Linked DNA regions of Mus musculus: all the other regions are linked to region 1. A link is a contact called in public ChIA-PET data. All regions are on one chromosome and are shown on one strand. The core of a region is the stretch at or near the end of the contact, and the rest is flanking DNA. Distances in the headings are between cores, read along the strand shown.

Region 1 (2,856 bases), core at 173-2,672:
CTCAACATGCTTCTTACCCCCCCCCCCCCCCCCGAAACACACTACACGTAGGCAAGCTGAGTTGCCTGGAAGAGGCTCAGACCAGTCCATGCGAGCTGTCTAGAAAGGACAGTCTCCCATCTGTTGTGCTCTCTGCAGGTCATGCTGTGCACTCCAGGTTTTCAGGTCTATGTCAGAACCCATGCTGGGTTAAGTTTTGGTGATACACTTGTCATTTTCTGCTCCTGTAGGTAACCCTCCACCCATATTCTTATAAATACTCCTAATTCAATTTATTGGTTCACCAAGTTGGATTCTGGTAATATCTGTACTTGGACCTGTCTTTGTTTTGCTACCTGGGACAAGTAGTTGTTTGGTCCTGTCTCCCTACTGAACACATCATTCAATTGGATGGAGTGCAGGTTCTAACTTAAAATTCAGATAGGCAGTCTTGGAATAATCAAACAAACTTTTCATGCACCATTTATTAATACAATAAAATAAACCAAACAGAAAGAACCTACACTGAAAACAGGAGTTGAGCTGAGGAAGGGGATGGCAAGAACTTGGGGTGACAACAGCAGGGTAAACCAGTTCAGACTACAGATAAAGAACAGATAAATAGCAACAGGCTCCAAGTCTTTGATCCAGGGATATACAGGGACTAAAGCCAAGATAAAAGTCAAGATACCAGCAGGTGGCCGCACACGGGACTTACTCCCAGGGAACAGTCTTCAGCACTACTCCGTGGCTTACTAGTCATAATTTAACCAGTCATGATATAACAAGTATGGATGGCAGTGGCAGAATTACAATCAGGAAGACAGGTGCTGGGGAACACAAATGATAGTGCACAAAACTGGGACAGCAAAGGCTAAGCAGACACATTTGAAAGAAGTGATGAGCTAAAAGCTGGAGGGGGCGGGCAGAATTACTGTAAACCCTGACAACCTAAGTTTGATTCCAAAGAAGATGGGAGAGCAACTCCCAAAAGTTGTCTTCTGACTTTCACATGTGTGCTGGCAGGCATCCTCAAAAAGTGAATTAAAAAAAAAATCTAAGCATGTGTAAATATGTAAGGTGTATGTATGTATTCTGGGAGGGGAGGGGAGGAAAAGTGTCTAACCCAGGCTGGCCTGAACTCATTAAGTAGCAAGCCCTGAGCTTGGAAATCCACTTGCCTGAGTGCTGGGATTATGGTCTATACCACCATGCCCAGCCTGAAAGAAATGGTTTCCAACACATACTAGCAATCCTGTTAGAAATGAAGGCACACTCCGTCTCTTCTGCATGACATTCGACAGAGGCAGAGATGAACTCAAGCTTTGTTTTTTGGCTGGGTATAGTGGCCCACGCCCTTAACCATGGCACTCAGGAAGTCCATGCATGTGCACCCGAGTCTGAGCTACTTAGTTTACAGAGCAAGTAGGTCTATGTAAAGAGAATCTGTGTCAACCACCCCACCCCTGGCAACCCACAGCCATGGTGGAGGGTAAATGCTGGAGGGTAAGGATGTTAACATTTCACCACATAAACAGCTGGTGATGAAGCGCACATGGCCTACTGGGTGGGGCTTGACGGGTCATGCTGCAGGCTTATGCTTGCACCCAACCCTGAGACGACACATGTCAACTTGAATCAGCCCACTAAAGTTGGCATCACACTGAATGAGAAAGAAAGCTGCAGGAAAGGAGCACACCAAACTATAACCACCACCAAAGACTCCATTAGGCCAAGGCAACCACCAGAGTACTCCAAGTGCAAGAAAAAACAAAGAGGACTGAAGAGATGGCTCGGAGGTTCAGAGTACTGTTTGCTCTTCCGTCTTGAGTTCAATTCTCAGCAACCACATGGTGGCTCACAACCATCTATGATGGTGTTCTCTTTTGGTGTGCAGGCATATATGCAAGCAGAACGCTGCATACATAATAAAATAAACCTTTAAAAAATTAGTGTGCTTATCAATGCTGAGATGCTCCTAACACTGTGTGGAGCGAGTTGAATATGAGTAGCTACAGACAGGGTTCCCTCTGGAGCTGTCGAATGCTGAGACACTATGATTACTGTATTACTGATCAGAGCATGAGTCATCTTCACAGGTCAGGTTGCCTGTGTCAGGTTAGCTGGGAAAGTGCCACACTGAGTGTTCATGTAACACAGGGTTCCTCTCTTAGTTAGGCTTTTCTCCCTTCAACTAGAAAGAGGCCTGAAAAGTGCTTGCACTCTTTATCACACACTGCTGCTTGAAGAGTGCTGGCATCTCCCCAGTACATGTCCAAAGGTGTCAGATTCTAACCTGCTGCCAAAGCAAACTACAAACACGAACACACAGTTCTTATTTCCTCAAAAACAAAACAAAACAAAACAAAAAAGCCTCACACAAACCACAAAACAACCAAATTTTATTTAGCTTAACAGTTTATCAAAAGAAAATCTAAGACATATGCACATGTAATACCCCCTCCCCCCAAAACCCCTGCAATAATCAAAGAGAAGAAAGGACAACGTTCTCTTCAATGGAGAATATTATCTTCGCTTCTGGAAGATGTTCCCACGTCCCATCCCACGTCCTCTCCCTCGTGCGGCCACTGAAACAAAGAAGAAGAAGAGAGGTCAGGGGGGCTGGGATGCTCACAACAGCACCAGCTGAAGCCTGGGCATCAGTCTGGAAGAGGCCTGGAAGGCTGCCTGGACCAAATCATGCGGTGAGAAGGAAGAGGAGTGGAAGTTGGTGCTGATAACTGGTGTCATGGTGGGAGGTAGTGCCGACAGCACAGCAGTGTGAATAATAGCACAGGAATGACAAATTCTCAGAGCTATTACGGATGTATTCAATTCTGTTTGTGTGGATAAGAGGAAGGGCCATGGCATGTGACT
Region 2 (2,700 bases), core at 152-2,651, 190 kb before region 1:
ATAATCTAATATGCAAGATATCTGATAATGCAACCCCCAAAGGGGTCACGACCCACAGGTTGAGAACAACTGCTCTCACCTGTTTAGAGGATGTTTGTCTAGTAGATCCAGCCCTCAGGGTACTGGAATATCTCCTCTGAGGATGGGTCCCAGTGTAGAAAGGCTTTTGTCAGCTTGGTGCTAGGTCTCATTCCAGAGCCGCCTTTATTCTGAGCTTTACAGGCAGATACCAGTAGAGACTTGGGCTCCATCAGTTCCTTGGTACTAGCTAAAATATAAAGTTGGTTTGTTCGTTCGTTCTTTCTTTTTTTCTTCCTTCCTTCGTCTTCCTCTTCCTCTAAGCCTTCTGATAGGGTTGACACCCATGATAGATGGTAGGGTGAACAGCAGGGCCCTCGCTGCACTGTTAGAGGTCCTTTGAGGATCTTGCAGCTTTCCTTCACTTTCCTGCTTTTGGCTGAACTGCAAGTGGTACCAAATTAGATAGGTGTTTTGGGATGGAGGTGGGGCTAATACCTAGTTGGCTCAGCACTTCTGCTCTGGAAACAGCTCTGAGCCCAGTACCAGGACTAAACCTGCTCTGCATAAGAGCAGAGAATATGGACTATGGGTACTTCCTCCTCCTGGGGTCACATTGTTACTGAGCCACAGGTTGCCCTGCAGGCCTGTACTCCTAGAATATGGGTTGTGTGCAGATGCACCTGGATTTGACACTTACATTAGGAGGGGTCACTCTCAGTAGTTTTTCCCCTGTGCGTTTTTTGTTGTTATTTGTTTGTTTGTTCTTAATGTATATGGGTGCTTTGCCTGTAAGTATATCTGTGCATCATGTGCGTGCCTGGTACATGTAGAGCCGAAAGAGAGAATCAGATCCCTGGAAATGGAATTACTGATGACTCTAGGCTGCTGTGTGGGTGCTGTGAACCAAGTCCAGGCTCTCCGAAAGAGCAGTCAGTGCTCCTCATTGCTGAGCATCTCTCCAGCCTGCTGCTTTTTTTTTTTAAGATGTATGTATGTATGTATGTATGTATATGAGTACACGGTAGCTGTACAGATGGTTTTGAACCTTCATGTGGTTGTTGGGGATTGAATTTTATTTTAGGTTCTCAACTTGCTCCAGTCAACCCGACTTGCTCCAGTCAGCCCTGTTCACTCAGTCCCTGCTTGTTCCAGCCCAAAGAGTCATTTATTATTATACATAAATACACTGTGCACCAGAAGAGGGAGTCAGATCTCATTATAGATGGTTGTGAGCCACCATGTGGTTGCTAGGAATTGAACTATGGACCTCTGGAAGAGCAGTCAGTGCTCTTACCCACTGAGCCATCTTGCCAGCCCTCCAGCCTGCTTCTTAGCTTTCACAGTGATGCTTTTCTGCTGTGGTTGCTGTGTATGGAGGATGTGGTTCTTATGTAGACACATAGGCACAGTCACATGTCTCCTTTCCTCAAAGTGAGGGCAGCTTCTCCTAGAACTGGTAGCTATTGAAAAGAAGTCCCTGTTGTAAAGTTGGCCCTGGTAAAGAAGAATCTTCCCCTTTAGCCCTTCTCCCTGTCCCCTTCTCCAGAGTAACCCGAGCTGAGCTGGGAAGAACTCCCAGGCCACTGAGGAAGAAAGGCTCCTCTGAGAAAGCTCTCCCATGCTTGCTGTCCTCTGCACCAGCGTGTCTTTGGTGTCTTTCCTGCTTCTCTCTTGCACGGTGTCACGCGAGCGTGTTGGAGGGTAGTAAAAGCACCTCTGGGTTTCCCTGGCTGCTTCTGCCTTTGCCATCTCCTGGGGTGATCAGAGAGTTCCGCACGCCAGTTTTAAGGTGTGGTGGGCTGAACTGATGGTGTATAGGAGGGGCAGCATTAGCTCTGCTTCCATAGTGTCTGCCGACTGTCTGTCAGGCTGTAGTATCTGCCGGACTCTCTGTCAAGCTGTAGTGTCTGCCGTCCATCCTTCAGGTCAGCAATGTTGGTAGCTGTTGCTTTTCTCACTACCCTAGGTTTGACTCCTGGGCGGGAATGGCTCTGGCCCGGGCCAGCCGAATTCAGGACAAGCTGAACTCAAATGAGCTGAAGAGTGATGGGCCCATCTGGAAACATGCCACACCTGTTCTCAACTGCTTCCGGAGGGCCCTTGAGATTGACAGCTCTAATTTGTCCTTGTGGATTGAGTATGGTACCATGTCCTATGCCTTACACTCTTTCGCATCCCGTCAGCTGAAGCAGTGGAGAAGTGAGCTGCCCCCGGAGCTTGTGCAGCAGGTGAGGAGGGTGCTACAGAGGGCCTGCCATTGTCTGTCTAAATAGGCTGGCCTAGGTCCCTGCTGCTCTTTGTTCTGACACACCAGCTCTCTGGGACATGTGAACTGTTTTCCTGCAGGAATGTTGTTGTTTCTTGGTCGTTGGGCACCTAGTCCATTGACAACAATTTCAGAGGTAGACTCTTATGACCTGCCTGACTGGTCATCAGTTTGAACGGAGTTGAGTAGTGAAGAAGGGATAAGACCATCTGAAGTAGGCACCGATTCCCTGTTTCCAGAGAAGGACGTGGGGGCCGCGGTAATATGCTTGGCCTGGCATTAGGGTTTTCAGTTGCCATGTGTGGTGTTCCTCTCGGCAGGATGCAGGTCTGACCTACAGCTCTGCTCTGTAGAGCATCACTGGTTCCTTCAGATGCAAGTGAAGGGATCGCTCCGACATGCTTTCGGATTTC
Region 3 (2,978 bases), core at 160-2,659, 250 kb after region 1:
TTGAGGAGCAGAGAATAAGAGTCTGTTGATGGGAATTTCTGGTTTGGTTAGAGACTCGTTATGTCATGTGATGCTTTTCTGGAAGCTATCTGGTGAAAGGGCATGAGATCTTTCACTGGAGTGGACCCTTGAGAGGACACTGGATGTTTGCAAAGACTAAAAGTCTAACCCAACAGACAGTGGGCAATGCTCTGGCATTGGTTTGCCTTGCTTTCTTTGCTGACCTCTGCTTGCTAAGAAATGTACCCAAACTACTTCTAGAGGTGTTCCCGCTGCTTCCTGCTGCGTCAGCATTCTCATGCCAATCATGAGATCGAGCCCTCCTGCTGATCTGAGTGAACTGGACTGCTGACAATGAAGATTGGAATTGCCCCAAGGAACTACTTCTCAACAGGTCCATGTCCCTCTCTTCCTACTATCTATCTTACTCCCCTACCTTTGATTGGTGGGCTATAATGTCCCTCTCTTCCTACTATCCATCTTACTCCCCTACCTTTGATGGGTGGGCTATAAAGGAGGTTGAAGTGTTTAAGAAGCCTTATTAAAGTAGGTCTTGAAAAATCTAGAAGTCGCCTGTGAAATCACAATATAACTGAGGCACTTTGTTATCTTTGAGGGGGTTTTACTCCCTCAATAAATCAGAGCATCTAGGACCTTCCAACACTAATGCTCCAGAGTTAGCCACTCTACAGTGTTTTTAATGCATGGCAGGGCACGATTTAAAGTAGACAAAAGTATTTGTTAGCTAAAAGGTGAATTCACAGGGGCTTGTTTTGTAATGGATGGTTAATAAGATTACAGTCATCAGCACAGTAATTTGAGGATGCCACTTAAAAGAGTTAATGACAGAAGATATGGAATCTCTCTCCATTGATTAGACAGTTCCCTTGACATAAAGCATCCATGGTCCATTTAGGGGTCTGTGAGAACAGTGCATACTAAGTGTCACGTCAGCTTCTTCTCCACTCAACAATCAAGTGTCACAACGTGCCCTCTCTCAACAGAGATTTGTGAGGCAGCAGAGACCAAAGGCCTGAACCCACTGCTGATGCCTAAGGAGACACGTCACACATGCACACAGCCAGCCTGGACAGGGATTCTGGCACTTCTTACATGGTGTCTGACACATTAAGAACTCTAACAGATCAGTCTTTTAGTTTAAAAAGATTATGGGTAGGGCTGGATAGATGGCTCTGCAGTCAATAGCACGTACTGTTCTTACAGAGGACTTGAAATCAGTCTCCAGCATCCGCATTGGTTGGGACACCAGGACTGCATGATGGCGTCACTAGTGTCACTGAAGGAGAAACTCACAGAGGTTAAACTTGGAGAGCTGCTAAACTGGATAGTGATGCGGAATTTCAGCCCCAGTGGCATTATGGGAACCTCTCAGAGAGGTTACAGCCAGTATCACAAGTACATCAAAGTCCAGAAAGGCAGCGCTGTGGGTTTAACATGGTGTTGGCAGCCTGTGTGGTTTTCAGCTTCCGCTTTCTTATGAGGAACTCAAACATGATTAGTAAAGTAAGAAGCACTGAAAAGGGTCAGTGTGGAGGCACAGCTGAGCACAGCTGAGCATAGTTGGTACCCAGCCCCGACCCAGGAAGAATTCAGCTGTGGCTAAATCTCTAAATCCTGACTGAGAACCAACCTGCAATAAATGGTGACTGACTCAAAAAGAGTGGATGGTAAGATACAATCAAACTAAGGGCTGAATGAAATACAAACAACAAAATACAAAGAATCAGGGAAACAAAGAGGTGGTTCTTAGAGAAAAAAAAAAAAAAGACTGACAAATAAATACTTAGCCAAACTAAATAAGAGACAAAAGATCCAAATTAATAAAATCAGAGATGAAAGGGGGCACATTACAACAGACACTAAGGAAATTCAGAGACTCCTAAGGATAAACTTTAACAATCTCTACCGAACTGGAAAGCCTAAAAGAAATAGATGAATATGATATATACAATCTACCAAATTTAATCAAGATCAAATAAGCAATTCAAACAGACCTATAACCCCTAGTGAAACAAAAACAATAATTAAAAGACTTCCAACCAAACAATGACAAAAAAACCAAAACGAAACAAAAAACAAAACCCAGAAAAGTCAGACAGATTCAGCACAGAATTCAACATGACCTTTAAAAAAGAATTAATGGCAATACTTGTAAAATTGCTCCACAAACTAGAAACTGAAGAACACTTACTAATCCTTCATACAAGGCAACAGTTACCCTGATCCCAAAACCACACAAAAAACCCCACCAATAACAAGAACAACAACAACAGATCAACCTCCTTTATGAACATAGATGCAAAAATTCTTAATATAATACTTGCAATCTGGATTTAAGAACACATCAAATGCAATTTCCTCCATAATCAAGTAATGAACCATGTAAATACATTGAAAGACAAAACCCACATGATCATTTCATGGGGTGAGAAAAAGCCTTTGACAAAAGCTAATGTCCTTCCATGATAACAGTTCTGGCAAGATTTTTACAAGGACACAAAGGATACACCTCAAGATAATAAAGACACTCTACACTAAGACCATGGCCCATCAACCTAGACAGAGAGAAACTCAAGCATTTCCACTTAAATCAGGACCAAGACAAGGATGTGCATTAGTGACCAAGACAAGGATGCCCGTTAGTACATGAAGTCATAATAGAATTGAATGGCGCTTCCACTCCACTCCAATGGAAGGCGACCAAAGGAGACAAATGGAAGGAAGTAGCATAAGCACCTTTATTTGCAGATGATATGATTTTATCCATAAATAACTCTAAAAACTTCACCAGGTTTTAGATTGATCACTTTTACAGTTGATAAACACTTTCAGCAAAGCAGCAAGATACAAAATTAACACATAAAGATCAGTAGCCTTCTTATATACAAAGGACTGAGAATATCTTTGTATGCCCTTATTTGCCAGTGGTCCCTGGTGTACCTCCACTTTCCACCTTT
Region 4 (2,700 bases), core at 201-2,700, 230 kb before region 1:
CATGCCCAGCTTTAAATAAGTTTTCAAACTCTTACAATATGGGGGAAAAAAGCCGTAACATTCATTGTTAAAAATTTTATGTGAGCTGGGCAGTGTTGGCACACGCCTTTAATCCCAGCACTTGGGAGGCAGAGGCAGGTGGATTTCTGAGTTCGAGGCTAGCCTGGTCTACAGAGTTCCAGGATAGCCAGGGCTATACAGAGAAACCCTGTCTCAAAAAACCAAAAAAAAAAAAAAAAAAAAATTTTAATGTGTTCTTTCAGAGTTCCTGAGTTCAATTCCCAACATGGTGGCTTGCAACCATCTGTAATGGGATCCGATGCCCTCTTCTGGTGTGTCTGAATACAGATATTGTGTACTTACATTCATAAAGTAAACAAACCTTTTTTTAAAAAAAATTATGTGTATGAGTGTTTTGCTTGCATGTATGGCTGTGTACCACATTGTGCAGTTCCAGAAGAAGCCAGAAGAGGGCGTTGGAGATCGTCTTGAACTCTTGAACTGAAATTACAGCCGGTTGTGAGCTGTGCCAATGCTGGTCTTCAAACCAAGGTCCCCTGGAAGAGAAGCCAGTGCTCTGAACTGCCAAGACGGCTCTGCAGCCCCTTAGTGTTATTTAAATCATTCTTGTGGGATACTTTGCCACCAGGGATTCCAGCAGTGTGGAGCTCCTCCCTAAAGGGTTGCATCAACTCCCAAAATACTAACCTCTCCTTATCAGGTTTTTCTGCTCAAAAACCGGTAAACTTCTCTGACACGTTTCTTAAGCGGGTCTGCTCCCCCGCCCTTTGGTTTTTAAATCATTTGCGTTTCTAAGTCGTTCATGTATCTAATCCCTGCTCTTGGGAGACAGAGGCAGGCTTATCTTTGTGAGTCGGAGAGCCTGTAAATACGGAGTTCCAGACCAGGCAGAAGAGGCGAGGCCTGGGCACCATAACAAGTTCCAGCTCCCTATCTAGTTCTGCTTGCGTGTCGCTTGGGTTTCCAATCATTATCGTCAGAACACCTGCTCCGGGTCTTTGGCAGCAATGCGCTTGTTTTAGTGAATGGGGGGGGGGGGGGTTCTAGTTTGTAAACTCGCGTTCATAAAGCGTGCGTGCAAGTGGTAGTATGTGATGGCCAGTAACCTTAGCAAGCCGGAGTCCGAAGCCGGAGGATAGCCACGAGTTCGAAGCTAGTTTGGGCTGCACTAGTGAGACACTGCTTAAAACAAACCAGACCAAAATAAAACACAATAGCAACAACAAAACCAAAGCAAAATAAAACAAAACTGTTAAGTCCTGCAGGTAGCGGAGCGCAGCAGCAGCAGGCAGCAGCGTTCCCACGCGCGCGAGTCAAAGACACAGCGCACAGCGAACCCGTGGGTCCGCCCAAACAGCCTACTCCGATTGGCTGATAAGGCTGACACTTCAGCCAATGAGAGCGTTCCTTGTTGGTTTGTCGCGCGCAGGAGTCTGGGAGCTCCGGCCGTTGCCCTGGAGACGCCGGTCGAGTTCCGGGGAGCAAGGGCTGTGTGTGTCTGCTAAGTGTGCGCACGGCTCCCGTGAGCGCGAGGAGGTGGAACCACGCGAGAAGACCCGCTCTTCCCCTTCCTCCCGGGCGCGGTGGGCCGAAGCCAGGCTCGAGACCCGAAGGCACGGGCGCGGGTCTTCTGCCCACGCTGGCTTCTTCTCGCTTCCCGCAGCCTCGCCCGGTGGCGCCTAGGGTGGGTCACAGTGACCGCAGCTCGAAGCCATCCCTTTCGGTGCGTCCTTTCGTTCACCTTCACCGCAGCCCAGCGAGGTGAGTGTGATGTGAGTACCATTTCCAGGGGTGGAAACTGAGGCCGAGGGAAGGTTTTAAACGACTTTAAAGTTCCGGTGCGGCTTACCCCGACTGCAGCCATTCTGCTCAACACCCTCCATGGAGGAGGCAGGTAGAACGACTTCACCTGGCGCTGTCAGGTTTCTGCACTTGTGGACTTTGCCGCTTAACTCTTCAAGACGTGACTTCTTATAGGTCATCAGTGTGGCCTATTGAACCTCATCTGGGTAAAGTTCCTTCTATGTGATTGATTAATTTGCTTAGGAATAAAATTTAGAATGATCTCCTTCAGGGGTTGGCACACTCTTGTAGATAGATTTATATTTTATGTTGTAAATTTAATTTAAAAAAAAACAATACTTTTAATGGTAAGTGTTTTAGATTTGGGGTGGCTGTTCAATTGTTTCATTAATAAAGTCAAAGACAATATATGAGACAGTGTGTCACTATAATTTTATTTATAGATACTGAAAGCTGAATGGAAATAATTTTTATGTAATTGTCATGAATCAAGAGGTTGGTTGGTTGGCTGGTTGTTTTCCTCATTAGAAATGTAAAAAAGAAAAAAAAATCCTCCTTTCGGGCTGTATAATAGCAGTGGATGGTGAACCTACAGGCCATGTCTAGACCAGCATGTCACATCATAGAGGAAACAGGCATAGAGAGGGGCATTTATGTTAAGTCAGTCTCTCACACACAGTTCTACCATAACCTCAAGACTGCCAGAAGTCAGGTGTCATAGTTAGGGTTTTACTGCTGTGAACAGACACCATGACCAAGGCAAGTTTTATAAAGGACAACATTTAATTGCGGCTGGCTTACAGGTTCAGAGGTTCAGTCCATTATCATCAAGTCGAGAACATGGCAGCATCCAGGCAGGCATGGTGCAGGAGGAGC

What was found. ChIA-PET counts read pairs in DNA pulled down with a chosen protein or histone mark.
Region 2: an RNA polymerase II ChIA-PET map of effector CD8 T cells shows a contact between it and region 1, with 11 read pairs. The contact joins two enhancer-like sites. A contact is called at or near these places in 1 of 115 datasets of contacts at active chromatin or transcription factors (effector CD8 T cells) and 2 of 9 other capture datasets (liver and pancreatic islet).
Region 3: a contact with region 1 is called in an RNA polymerase II ChIA-PET map of effector CD8 T cells, with 12 read pairs. The contact joins two enhancer-like sites. A contact is called at or near these places in 1 of 39 promoter capture datasets (neural stem cells) and 1 of 115 datasets of contacts at active chromatin or transcription factors (effector CD8 T cells).
Region 4: an RNA polymerase II ChIA-PET map of effector CD8 T cells shows a contact between it and region 1, with 6 read pairs. The contact joins the promoter of Cabin1 here to the enhancer-like site in region 1. A contact is called at or near these places in 19 of 39 promoter capture datasets (the 3T3-L1 cell line, 3T3-L1-derived adipocytes, the C10 cell line and 14 more), 3 of 484 Hi-C or Micro-C datasets (CD4 T cells, the G1E-ER4 cell line and pre-B cells), 2 of 115 datasets of contacts at active chromatin or transcription factors (bone marrow-derived macrophages and effector CD8 T cells) and 2 of 9 other capture datasets (adipose tissue and pancreatic islet).

The regions. Positions count from the first base shown.
Region 1 is chr10:75,534,972-75,537,827 of GRCm38.p6, reverse strand. Snrpd3 (small nuclear ribonucleoprotein D3) reads right to left here. Exons shown (of 4, transcript NM_026095.4): 4 at 2,388-2,567. The coding sequence ends at 2,506. Among named protein-coding and RNA genes, the nearest start is that of Snrpd3, 18 kb to the right of the region's middle. Within about 2 kb of position 1,422, at least 28 of the 459 cell types and tissues checked have an H3K27ac peak or open chromatin away from gene starts, as enhancers often do. A contact at or near this core is called in effector CD8 T cells, where this site is marked.
Region 2 is chr10:75,720,827-75,723,526 of GRCm38.p6, reverse strand. Cabin1 (calcineurin binding protein 1) reads left to right here. Exons shown (of 37, transcript NM_172549.3): 23 at 1,988-2,249. Among named protein-coding and RNA genes, the nearest start is that of Gm40696, 25 kb to the right of the region's middle. Within about 2 kb of position 1,401, at least 8 of the 459 cell types and tissues checked have an H3K27ac peak or open chromatin away from gene starts, as enhancers often do. A contact at or near this core is called in effector CD8 T cells, where this site is marked.
Region 3 is chr10:75,281,337-75,284,314 of GRCm38.p6, reverse strand. The region is part of intron 13 of Specc1l (sperm antigen with calponin homology and coiled-coil domains 1-like); the gene reads right to left. It also overlaps the pseudogene Gm46234. Among named protein-coding and RNA genes, the nearest start is that of Adora2a, 34 kb to the left of the region's middle. Within about 2 kb of position 1,409, at least 76 of the 459 cell types and tissues checked have an H3K27ac peak or open chromatin away from gene starts, as enhancers often do. A contact at or near this core is called in effector CD8 T cells, where this site is marked.
Region 4 is chr10:75,763,107-75,765,806 of GRCm38.p6, reverse strand. Cabin1 (calcineurin binding protein 1) reads left to right here and starts at 1,450. Exons shown (of 37, transcript NM_172549.3): 1 at 1,450-1,782.